2 separate regions of the Pan troglodytes genome follow, and region 1 is linked to region 2. The links are chromatin contacts, called in public HiChIP or PLAC-seq maps. All regions are on one chromosome and are shown on one strand. Each heading gives the region's core, a stretch centred on a gene start, on an enhancer-like site or on the middle of the called end of the contact. The rest is flanking DNA. Distances are from core to core; before and after follow the strand shown.

Evidence for each region. HiChIP or PLAC-seq counts read pairs in DNA pulled down with a chosen protein or histone mark.
Region 1: an H3K4me3 HiChIP or PLAC-seq map of stem cell-derived excitatory neurons shows a contact between it and region 2, with 5 times the contacts expected there. The contact joins the promoter of CEP162 here to the promoter of LOC107975008 in region 2. A contact is called at or near these places in 1 of 7 Hi-C or Micro-C datasets (induced pluripotent stem cells) and 1 of 1 datasets of contacts at active chromatin or transcription factors (stem cell-derived excitatory neurons).

The regions. Positions count from the first base shown.
Region 1 is chr5:96,246,007-96,252,506 of NHGRI_mPanTro3-v2.0_pri, forward strand. It overlaps CEP162 (centrosomal protein 162), which reads right to left and starts at 5,238. Exons shown (of 27, transcript XM_003311371.6): 1 at 4,915-5,238; 2 at 3,672-3,787. The coding sequence starts at 3,728.
Region 2 is chr5:95,729,958-95,736,492 of NHGRI_mPanTro3-v2.0_pri, forward strand. LOC107975008 (translation initiation factor IF-2) reads left to right here and starts at 1,941. Exons shown (of 4, transcript XM_063813272.1): 1 at 1,941-2,173; 2 at 2,275-2,743. The coding sequence starts at 1,941. SNAP91 (synaptosome associated protein 91) reads right to left here and starts at 2,465. Exons shown (of 27, transcript XM_054686123.2): 1 at 2,350-2,465; 2 at 822-981. The coding sequence starts at 951.

The DNA of each region.
Region 1 (6,500 bases), core at 3,988-6,487, 520 kb after region 2:
GTTACAAAGTGACATTTAAACCCATGTCTGACTAACTCCTGTCCACTTTCCACTATACTATGTAGTTCCCCAACTAGAATATTGTTATCTGAGTGACCCTTTAAACTTCTAAAATGACAGAGCGTGCGCGGGCGCGCACACACACACACACACACACTCTTCCACTTGCCAAACAAAAAACTCTACCTCAGTGACTTGAAGAATGTCAATTTAAAAATGTTCAAGAAGAACTTAACTGTCTTCACTAACAAACAGGTAGGAAGACAGGAGGAGGGAAGAAAAAAATATTCCTTATCCCATCTGAATTTGTGAAATTAGTTAGCTGCATCACTTTTTACTTACTCTCTAAACTTCAGTATCACCTTGAGGTGTTCCATTTCTGTTTCCTCCCATTTTTTCAATTTATCTGTAACATAGGCATGGTACTACTGACCTTGTAGGGCCATGACAAAGAAGAAAAAAAGAAATGAAGACTTCTAATACATGATAAGTGTTCTTACTTTAAACAACCTTCCACAGTGCTTCCCAGCACTTTCATTAATTATTTTTAATGAATATGATTCATTAAAAATAAACAAAACAGGCTGGGCGTGGTGGCTCACACCTGTAATCCCAGCACTTTGGGAGGCCGAGGTGGGCGGATCACGAGGTCAGGAGTTTGAGACCAGCCTGACCAACATGGTGAAACCACGTCTCTACTAAAAATACAAAAATTAGCTGGGCGTGGTGGCACGTGCCTGTAATCCCAGCTACTCAGGAGGCTGACGCAGGAGAATCACTTGAACCCGGGAGGCAGAGGTTGCAGTGAGCCAAGATTGCGCCACTGCACTCCAGCCTGGGTGACAGAGCAAGGCTCTATCTCAAAAATAAATAAATAAATAAATAAATAAATAAAAATAAAAATAAAATAAATAGAAATAAAACAACAAAAAAGCTGATTCTCAGATACAACAGTTGTTGGCAAGGATATGGAGAAACTGGAACTCTAGGCTGGGTGTGGTGGCTCACACCTGTAATCCCAGCACTTTGAGAGGCCGAGGCGGGCGGATCACTTGAGGTCATGTGTTTCGGACCAGACTGGCCAACATGGTGAAACCCCATTTCTACTAAAAGCATAAAAATTATCTGGGCGTGGTGGCAGGCGCCTGTAATCTCAGCAATTTAGGAGGCTGAGGCATAGGAATTGCTTAAGCCCAGAAGGCAGAAGTTGCAGTCAGCCAAGATTGCATCACAGCACTCCAGCCTGGGCAACAGAGCAAGACTCAGTCTCAAGAAAAAAAAAAAAAAAGAAATTGGAACTCTGATAAACTAATACACTACTAGTGGAAATGTAAAATAACACAGTCATTTTAGAAAATAGGCAAACACACAGCTACCATATGATACAGCAATTTCACTCTTTGGCATATACACAAGAGGAACAAAAACACATCCACACAAAAACTTGTACATGATTGTTCATGGCAGCATTGTTTGTAACTGCCAAAAAGTGGAAAGAACCCAGATGTCCGTCAACTGACAGGTGGAAAAACAAAATGTGGTACATCTACACAATGAAATATTACTTAGCCATAAAAAGAAATGAAGTGTTAATACATACTACGACATGGATGAACCTTGAAAACATCATGCTAAGTACAAGAAACCAGACCCAAAGGGCCCCATAATATATAATACAATTTCTATGAAATGTCTGTAACAGGCAAACATTTAGAGACAGAAATCAGCTCAGTAGTTGCCTAAGGCTAGGGAAGGGGGAACAAGGAGATGGAGTAACTGCTAACAGATATGGGATTTCTTTCTGGGGTGATAAAAATTCCTATAATTGATTGTGGTGATGGTTACATAACTCTGAAACCACAGAACTGCACATTTAAAATGGGTGAATTAAATGGTTATGTGAATTCCTAAAAAATAAAGATATATAAACTATGTCTTTGAATAAATTGTTTGAACAATAATTTATCAAAGTGAGAAAAGTTAGCATGACTCTAAAATCATGACTTTCACAGTAAAAAAAAAATGACACATTGCAACTGAGGATGGATATAAGAGGAAGAGAGGCAGAGACAGAAGGGTGGGGGAAGGAGAGTGTTGGAGAATGTGTGTGCTGGAAGGATGGTAAATGAGGGAAGAATAAAAACATCTTCTAGAAGGCCTGTTCTGCTATCTTTTACAATAAAAATCATTCCTATAAATTTAATTTTCAAAATGTGTCTGTATTTGAAATTTTAAAAAATCAACTTTTCAAATGATAAATGAAACTTATTCCAAGTGCCTATTACATCTTGACAATTGGTAGATGCTTTTTTTAATCCTTAAAACAATTCTACAAAGAAGGCATTATTTTTCCATGAGACGGATAATGAAAGTGAAGTTTTTTTGTACTACATTAAACTCCCTTTTTTAACAAGAATGTATAACGTATAATAGCTTAAAATGTGACTCTCTTGAATGCTCTACAAGTCCCCTCCATTTATATAAATAGAGTTTTATGCATCGCTTAATTATGGGGATATGTTCTGAGAAATGGGATTTCATCATAGGAGCATCATAGAGTATATTTACACAAACCTAGATGGCTCCATGGTATAGCCTACTCCACACCTAGGCTATATGGTATAGCTTATTGCTCCTGGGTTACAAAGCTGTTCAGCATGTACTGTACTGAATCCTGCAGGCAACTGTAACACAATGGCAAGCATTTGTGTATCTAAACATAGAAAAGTAAACATATGGTACAAAAGATTAAAAAGATACACCTTTATAGGGCAGCCCCATTATAATCTTACAGAACCATTGTTGTATATGTGGTCTGTTGCAGACCAAAACATCTTTATGAGGTGCATGACTGTACACAGAACGTGGTATAACCATTTAATATGCTCATTCAAATATTTATTAAGTATTTATTAGGTACTGTAGATATAGTAGTGAACATGTTGATATATAATAGCAATGAACATAGAGTCATCACATTACAGACCATACATTCTTATAATGGGAAGCAGAAAACAGACCCATACGAGAAAAATAATTAATGTGCTAAGTGCTATAAAAAGAATTAAATACATACTAGATTAAGAAGTGACTTTGTGTTTACCTTTTACTGGATAAACAGAAGAAGCCTCTCTGAAGTGGTGATATTTAAGTTAAGATTTTCACCAGCCAGGTAAAGAGTAAGGGAGGAGCATTATTGGCAGAGGGAACAGTGAGTGCAAAGCTCCTAAGGTGAAATGAGCTTGCAATGTCTGGGAAAGAAAAAAGGCCACTGTGGAATAAATAAAGTGGATGAAAGAGGGATATGAAGGTAGTGAGATATGTAAGAGTGAAATCATGAAAGGCTTTAAAACCACGGTAAGCAGTTTTTTGTTTTTTGTTTTTTTTTTTTCTACATGTGATGGGAGACCAATAGAGTCTTTTACTGGGGAGGAACAGAGTCTGACTGCAGTGTGGTGAAAGGAATGCTGGACTCTGAGTTGGGAACTGCTGCAATAGCCCAGTTGAGATGATGGCACTGAACTAGCAGTGGCAGAAAACGGACAGAGCTAGAGGGATGATGGGAATTCAGAGTTTGGTGATGGACTAACTGTATCTTCGAAATGACAGAATTGAAGGATGAGTCTTTTGAGACAAATTTGACAATATAGCTTTTAAAAATATAAACTTACCTCTTTCATAAACTGTTCAAACTCTTCATCTAGCTCTTCTTGGGAACAGTTAGCCATAGTCAACAATTTTGACCTCCCAAAGTAGACATTCTAAAGTACCTCAAACATTGGAAACACTAAATGACAAGAGACATAAACATCTTTTGAGGAAATCCACCAGATCATGAACACGACCAGACTTAAACTTCGGACATTTTTTATGATTCAGTATATATGCACAATTTTTTTTTAACCAGTAAGAGCTGGTCAAGAGATTCCTAATTCATTAAGCAAACTGATTTGGAAAAGCAGCTTTGACAGGATGTCTTGTACTCAACGTTCAGAATTATGTTTTCATCTGTTAACATCCAATTGTTAAAGAGTGGTCTCTACAATATTTCCCAAACCTATGTTTGTGTGTATGTGTTAATTAGTACCTCTCAAACACAAACCAGGTCCTCACAGGGAATCTTAAAAACTATAAGTTAGCAAATCCAAAGGACTGTTTCTTTCTTGCAAAGCACACGACAGAGTTTGTGCTGCCTTATCACTCGGCTCGTTATTTTACCAATCCATAGTAATAGTTTCGTAAAGCAGACTGCAGTTTCGTAAAGCAGACTGTATCCAGATACGGGGATGTTTCAAAATATACACAAATAGAATTTAGTAAGAATTAGTAATTTAGTCAAAATACTTAAAGAATACTTAAGTTAATGGAGTACACAAATCAGTACTATGTTTCTTTTGAAGCGAGGGAAGACCGACAAAAATTATGCGCTGAACACAAGCAGAATCCAGTGATTTGCAACGGAAAGCGTTCCCCTCGACACCTAATGAACCCAACCTTGGGTCGACCCCCAGCTCCTGAACTCCCTAGAGCAGCTCAAATCCCAGCTTTCTTCTGTAGAGATGGGGGAGGGGAAGAGGGCTTGCAGAACCAGACAATACCCTCCCCATCGTGCAGCATAACACCTCTTCCCCTCATTAGCACTTTCGATCAGTTCAGGGTAAGTGCGGTTAAGGTCTTGGCCTGAATAGCTTGGTCAGGGGTGAGCTCCACTAAAAGCTTCTCAAGCCTGGCTGCGACCCCGTCCCCAGAAGCGCGGGTTCGGGAATTGGAGGGAAGACAAAGACGCATTTGCCGTGGGCTCCGGGCGGAGAAGGGGAATGACCCGGAAAACTAAAGCCCTTCGCTCGAGTATGAAGCACGACCTCGACCAGGGCGATTTGGGTGGGAAACCAGCGTTCACACCTTACCACCTACCTCTGCCTCTGAATTCCGCGCTTTCCCGGAAGGTCTTTGCGGGTCTACCAGTAGTCAGGGTAACAGACTTCAGCTGCCGGGTTCTGGAGTCACATGACCCGGGCTGGTCACGTGGGCCGTGGGTTTCCCAATGCCTTTACAAGCGAAGGTCGGAATAACCACGGCTGAGAAAGACACTCTAGTGGCTAAACCTTCGCTGCTGCAGTGAAATGCCTTTCCTTCCCTGGCTTTCCCTACGTTCCTTAGAAAAGGGGACAGCGGCAAACCGGTTACTGGAGAAGCGAGACGGAGGCTTCCAGCGGGCTTGGAGGGCGCGGTGGTTGTAGCCCAGCCCGTGGCTTTCTGGGAAATGTAGTTTAGCTCCCCTGGTCCTTGTGTTTCCGCACTCTGCATCTTCGCCTCCCGCCTTCCCCACACTTGTCATTCGAGCGCTCTGTTTTTCCAAGGGGCAATTTTGAAAAGATTGAATTTCTTGGATTTCTTTGGCCTGCAAAGACCTGTGTAGGCGTTGTGAGAGAAACACAAACCTGTGAGGAAAAAAACTGTCGTTTAGATGGGGACTCTGTTCCACCACCTAGTGGGCAAGAAATCGAAAATACGCAAACAGCAAGATTCTTACTAAGTTATTGCTCCTCCCGCTACCCCTACTTTTCAAAACTGCATTCTTTACTGGCATTTCACAATTACTGACTTGGATTTTGTTTTCTATTTCTTTTCTTTTTTCAAAGCATGCAACATTAGCTGGAGTTTCAGAGGACAACATTTAGCATAGTGTAAGTAAAATCTACAACAGCTGCAGGTTTTGCTGATGGTAGACTTAGTTCAGGACCTCATCTTTAGCTAGAACTGTTTATTCATCAAGTCTTTTTTTGCAATACAAATATGTACAAACCAGGAGCTGTGGACTATGATGCAAATATGAATAATAAAAGAAATATCTTAAGCCACCATTTATTGAGAAGTTGACTTCCTGCCACCTTCTATCAAAGACTTACCTTCCCACATATGATCTAGAGCCTTTACCCATTCTTCTTCTCACTGATCTTGTTCCACTGGTCATTTCCCCTTAATCCTGTATCTTCGACTTCTGGCTGGCTGTGGGATTTTTCCCAACAGCATTTGAACATGCCTTGAGATCCCCACCTAAAACATCACTTCTGACACATTCTCTTCATTCTATTATTTCCCAGTGGTTGAAATGATCTCTCTCCTCACCTTACTTGCCAATCTTTTCTGAGGAATTATTTCCACTTTACCTCCCTTTTGTCAGACCTTTTAATCCTGTCTCTGTGTGTGTAAGTGTACATATATGACAGCACTTTATTTGATCTCCCAATACTATTTGATACACTTGTCTCTTCTCTCTTTCTTGGTTTTTCTTTCACATTTATAGCCTCCCCTCAAGGGTTTTCACTGTCTCTGTCTATCCTAGCTGACCTCTAAATGTTAGAATTTCTTTTCTTTTCTTCTTTTTCTTTTTTTCTTTTCTTTCTTTCTTTTTTTTTTATTTCTATTTTTTTGAGACGGAGTCTTGCTCTGTCACCCAGGCTGGAGTACAATGGTGCGATCTCGGCTCACTGCAACCT
Region 2 (6,535 bases), core at 691-3,190:
GGTATTTCAGAAATATATAGATTCCAGAGTAGAATAAAGCCTTTTCCATCAAATAACCAGTTACAAAAACAATATTAAGAATTACATGGTTTCATCTAAAATTGCACCATCTCAGATGCTGGGGAAGTACATCCATTTTGTGACCATAGCATAGTCATCTCACCCAGCATTTTCTGAGAATGGGACAAAGTGTGCCAGGATGTGTAAAATGAAATTGCCATAGCTATGAAGTCCAATTTCCTCATTCAGTACCTTGAATTTATTTCAGTTTGGTATGGTAACATATCACACACACACACACACACACACACCCATACTCACAAAAACAATCCTCAGGAGCAACACTTAAAAAGATTATACTACCTTAGAACTATCTGAAATGTATTTAGGAAAGAACTAGGGTGACAAGTTTGACCTTCCATAAATTCATCTTTTTTTTTTTTTTGACTGTGCAACCTCTAATTTCCTCTAATTTGGAGAAGGGAGGGTGGGTGGAGAAAGAAAAAAAGGTGAAAAACATCTAATTCAGAGTGTACAATCTCTCTCTTGTGTGTGTGTGTATATATGTGTGTGTGTGTGTGTGTATTTTTCCCCCTCCACCAAGACCTTGGAGGTCAATAAGAGGAAAAAATGGCTCACAAGACAAGGTTTCATGGCTAACCCAAGGGAACACCTTCACAGCTGAAGAATTTCAGCTCAGGGGCAACCTGGCTGGGAGTATAAGAGGCCGCAGCATTATTGACCAAGAGCGCAGGCCGCACCACCAGCATCCCAGGCGCCTCTGCCGTGCGCATGTCCCTCTTATATAAAGAGATGCTTACAGTCCAGGTGCTTTTTCTTGGGGCCCATCACTTCATGAGTAGTGGCTTTGCAGACCGCTCTTGCTACAGCAGAGCCTGTCACGCTGTACTGAGCGGCGGCGATCCGATCCGTGAGCGTTTGGCCCGACATCTTCTCTGGTCGCGTCTACCGCCTCCTCTTCTGCAGGAAACAAGGGGAGACGGTCCGGCTTTAATCCGCAGACCCTACCCTCCAAGAACCCAGGCCTTGCCTCCTCCAGCCGCGCGGCGGCTCTCTCCTCCTCCATCCCCACCCTGGCACCACCTCTCGGAGCCAGCAACGCGCCAAGCCCCGCTCCTGCGATGCGGTCCAGGGAGTCTTGGCCGTGAGTTGGGCCGTCACGGAACCCCAGCGTGGGCTCCAGTCGCAGCATCGTGACACCGTCCCCATTCTCCGCCGGCCCCCACATAGGGCCAGACTCACCCCCTGGGGACCCCCCTGTCAATCAGCACTTTCTCCGCAACCTGACCCGCGGGTGCTGGACTAGCCACAACGTGCGTCGGGGTTATTCCCTGGGCGCCGCAGCCACCGGTGCCCATCTCCCACCTCAGCAGACTTTCCTCCTAGCAGCCCGCAGGCTTCGGGGAATGCATCGGATACCCAAGCCCTGGCTGCCTCCCTCCTCCTCCTCGCGCTGCTGCAGCAAAGGGCTCGTCCTCCCTCAGTCGCGAAGGAGATTATCTTAGCGTTGCGCCATGTTATGCCCTCGCCTCCCCTTCCTTCCTCGCCGCCGGCTCCAAAGCCTCGCCGAGGCCCATCGCCCGGGCCCCTTCCCCCCGGTTCCAAATCCCTGCCGCAGGGGCCGCCCGGGAGCTCTGCGGAGGCGCCGGAGTCTTGGGGCGCCTCACCCTTCCTGGCTTTGGAGCGGAGCCGGGCTGACAGCGAAGCCCAGTCCCCCGCCCGCCCTGGAGCGCTCCGCGGAGCTGTCACTCGGCCTCTGCCCTTCTCCGCACCCTGGGATTATCCTCTGCGGATCCCCGCGCGACCCTGGCGCGGGGAGGGGGCCGAGTACGGCCGCGGGTACTCACCCCGCCCCTGAGCGGCGCCGCCCGCCGCAGGATGAGCGGAGCCCGAGCCGCTGAGGGAAGCCGCGCCGGTGGATGTGTGCGACCGCGCGCAGCCCCGGTGCCCCCGGGCGCAAAGTCTCCAGCCCTGGCCGGGGCCCGCTCCTCAGCTCCGCGGTCCCGGCGCCCACCGCCCCTGGCCCCTGGCCCCAGAAGCCAGTACCCGCCCGCCGCCGCCTCTTCTGCCAGCGCCGCCGCGTCTCTCTAGCGCTCCGAGCTGCGTCCCCATCCCCGCCCCCACCTCAGCTGTGGCTCCTCCGACGAGTCAGGTGACGGCGGCGGACAAACCCGGACGAGCCCTAGGCGGAGCGCCTCGCGGCCCCCTCCCGGCTACTCACACACACCGCCCCCCGGGGCCGGGAGCTTAAAGGCGAGGGGGCGCCTCGCGCAAGCATCCCCGGCAAGCGGGCGGGGAGAAGAAGGAGGCGGGGAGGCCGACACCCACCCAGCCAGCGGCTCTCCGCTGGGCGCCGGGCCGCCCCTCCGCTGCTGGCGCCGCACCCGGCACGCACTGGGCTCGCGCACCACGCACACCTGCCCGCCGACTGCGGGGGGAGCCCTGGGCGGTGGGGGCGTTGGCCAAGACGGGCGAGTGGGCTTCTCGGGTTCTACTCTGTGAAGGCCAAGGCAAGGGCGTCGTCGCGCGCTGCCTGGCGGAGCCCAGCCCCTTCCCCACACTGTCGCTGACACGCCCGCCTGTCAAAGGCTCCGAGGCCCAGATGAGCAGGGCGATTTTAAATGTCAGATCCTGCCGGCCATCCGCGACCGTCACCTGTGCGTCTTCAGCTCCTCAGGCTCCTCCGCTTGTCTCAGTTACAACTGGGAGCCCGGGTGGGCAGGTAATTCTAGCCACTTTAGTCTTAAACGGATACTGAGGTCTGCTGAAGGGAGAATAATTAACACAGCCATTAATCGAGTCCCAGATTACCTTCGACAGTAATCATTTGCGTGCATAAAGAAAACCCTTTGTACCCTTAAGAAGTAATTTCTGCCAATTAAATATAGTGTTGGAACGTCCGTCAATTGTATGTCAAGTGTATATTCGAATAGTAAGCAGGAATTTCTAAACAGGGATGTGGAGTTGGTTAATAGCTTCACGTGTTGACATTTTCAAAGGTTGTTATTTATGTTCACCTTTTTTTTTAATTCTCACAGTAGCATTAAGATCAAAACTATATTTGTGAGCTTTCCTGACATTTTTTCTCCTTGCTTCGGGTGGCTTCTGCTCGGCCTTGAAGCCATATATCGATACCTATCGATCTCAACGTTTTGTTATATATTCCTCTCTTTCACCTGGTACAGTGTTCAGTATGCAGTCATGATTTCCTAACTACTGAGACTGATTCTAGGACTAATTGGAAGCTTAATGACTAAAGAGAGACAGCTTAAGAGCACTATTGTCTCAAGTACTAGTCTTACCATATTTACAAGGGAAATAAAAACGCAATTCTATTAAAAAAAAACTTGTACTCCAGTTTTATAGCAGCTTAATATAATGGCCCCAAACTGGAGGAAAGCCAAATGTTATTCTACTAGTAAATGAATAAACAAAATATGGTATATCCACATAATGGAATACTACTTAGCAATAACAAGAAACAAACTAATACCATTCATGAATCTCAAATTCATTAGACGAAGGGAAAGAAGCTCTATCAAAAATTCTACTTATTATTTTGATTTCATTTATGTAACATTCTGGAAAAGTCAAAACTATAGAAACAGAAAACACATCAGGTGCCGAGTCAGGTGACGGTGGCATTGGGGGAGGGGACTGCAAAGGGGCAGAAGGAAACTTTTTGGAGAGATGGAAATGTTTTATATCGTGACGGTGATGATGATTATACAGCTGCATGTATCTCTCAAAACTCATCATTTTGTACACTTAAAATTGGTGAATTTTGTTGTTTGTTAATTATACCTCAATATAATCTGATAGAGTTGGGAGTGGCAATATTAATATCAAAGTAGGTTTTACAATAAGGAATATTAATAGCAATAAACAGGCACATTTCCTAATGAAAAATTCGTTAAGAGCATGGAACAATTCTACGTGTTTGTATATCTAAGAACAGAGCTTCAAAATAGGACGAAGCAAAACCTAATAGCATTAAAAGGAGAAACAGGCAAATCCACAATTATACTTGAGGATTTCAGCACTTTTCTCTATGTAATAAATAGGACAAGTAGACAGGAAACCTGTAAGGGTGTAGATGACTTGAAATAGCCCTGTAGGCCGGACGCGGTTGGCTCATGCTTGTAATCCCCAGCACTTTGGGAGGCCGAGCCGGGCAGATCATGAGGTTAGGAGATCAAGACCATCCTGGCTAACACGGTGAAACCCCGTCTCTACTAAAAATACAAAAAAAAAAAAAAAAAAAAAATTAGCTGGGCGTGGTGGTGGGTGCCTGTAGCCCCAGCTACTCAGGAGGCTGAGGCAGGAGAATGGCGTGAACCCGGGAGGCGGAGCTTGCAGTGAGCAGACATTGCGCCACTGCACTTCAGCCGGGGTGACAGAGCGAGACTCTGTCTCACAAAAAAAAAAAAAAAAAAAAAGAAATAATCCTGCAGACCAACTTGACCTAATTGACATTTATAAAATAGTCCACCCAACAGTAGTGGAATACTTTCTTAAAGTGTGCATGGAATATTCACCAAGATTGACCATACTGACTGATCCTAAGCCATGAAGCTAGTCTCAATAAATTTAAAAGGATTATAATCATACACATTATGTTCTCTTACCACAGTGGAATTTAACTAAAAATCGGTGACAGATAGATATATGGAAATCTCTAAATATTTGGTAATTAAACAACACATTCCAAATAACCCATAGGTCTAATTTTCTCATAAGAAAATTGGAAATTTATTTGAACTAAATAATAATGAAAATCCAACATATCAAAATTTGTGGGTTGCAGGCAAAGTGGTGATTAGAGGCAAATTTATAGCATTAAAATGCTTAGGAATGAAGAAATATCTAAAAATATTTATTTAAGTTTGAACCTTAAGACACTAGAAAAAGAATAAATTGAATTCAACATGAGCAGAAAGAAGGAAGTAACAAAGAGTACAAATCAATGAAAGAGAAAATGACAAATAATAGATAAAATCAATTAAACCAAAAGCCATTTTTTGGAAAAGATCACAAAATGGATAACCCCACTAGCCAGATTGAGCAAGGAAAAAATAAGATGGCAAAAATTTCCAATTTTAGGAGTGAAAGGAGAAATCAATTCTATGGACATTAAAAAATAAGAGAATGTTATAAACAACATTGTGCAATAAGTTGGACAATTTACATAAAATGAGGAAGTAGTATAAAATAATGGTTCTCCAACAGTCCAATAATGATGTAATGTCACATATGTTGCTATTAGTTAAGAGGTTTTGAGCAAATAACATGTTTCCAATAATAATTAAAATAATACAATCTGTGAATGATTTATTTTTGAAAATAGATTGGAATGGGTTCAAAGTCAATCCTATAATAGTGTGCAGTTACATACAATACACTGGGAAGTATTTGAAGCCAGAGCTTATTCTTGGTATGCTACCCATGTCTCTGGTACTATACATGGGAGAATATCCCACACATAAACATCCTGACACAGTGTTAGCAGAATGTTTGAAAATCCCTCAACTATAGAAGTATCATATTCTTATAATAAATAATCAATAAATAATGTCAAGGATGGAACCAATATATGAAATGTGGGTTGTTTTGGAAGATCTTAATGAGCGTTGAAAATAGTAGCATATTTTCAGTGGCAAGGATTTGGCGATGCTGGCTTCTTACAGCCAGGAAAATCTAGAGTTACATCCATGAATGTTATATACTAAAGTGAAAGAAAGAAAATAGACTAAAAGAAAGAAATATATTGAGATAAAAAATTACTTGTTGACATGTTCTCTTTGAAGGCACAGGAACGTAATAAATGATATTCAATAAATCTTAGGCAAGAATAAGAATTGACATTTAATATTTTACAAGTTGAAATATCTTTGATCTCAGTGGTCAGAAAATAGGGTAATTATAATAAACACCCCAAACTGCTTTTTAAAAATACATATTGAGGCTGGTGCGGTGGCTCATTCCTGTAATCCCAGCACTTTAAGAGGCGGAGGCCAGCAGATCACTTGAGGTCAGGAGTTTGAGACCAGGATGGCCAACATGGTGAAACCCCGCCTCTACTAAAAATACACAAAATTAGCCGGGCATGGTGGTGTGTGCCTGTAGTCCCAGCTACTGGGGAAGCTGAGTCCCAAGAATCGCTTCAAGAAGTTGCGGTGAGCTGAGATCATGCCACTGCACACCATCCTGAGACTCCGTCTCAAAAAAAAAAAAAAAATTGAATTTATTTTCTGGGCCAATATACATAAATGCATATATGCTACTAAACAGATTTTTTTGTAAGTCTCTGATTTATTTATTTATTTATTTACTTTTTGTATAGACGGTCTCATTTTATTGCCCAGGCTGGTCTTGAACTCCTGGCCTTAAGTGATACTCCTGCCTTGACCTCCCAAAGCACTGGGATTACAGGTGTGAGCCACCATACCCAGCTAAGTCTCTGATGTAATACACATGTTTTCTTCTGAGTATCAGATTTAATACAGAAAAATCA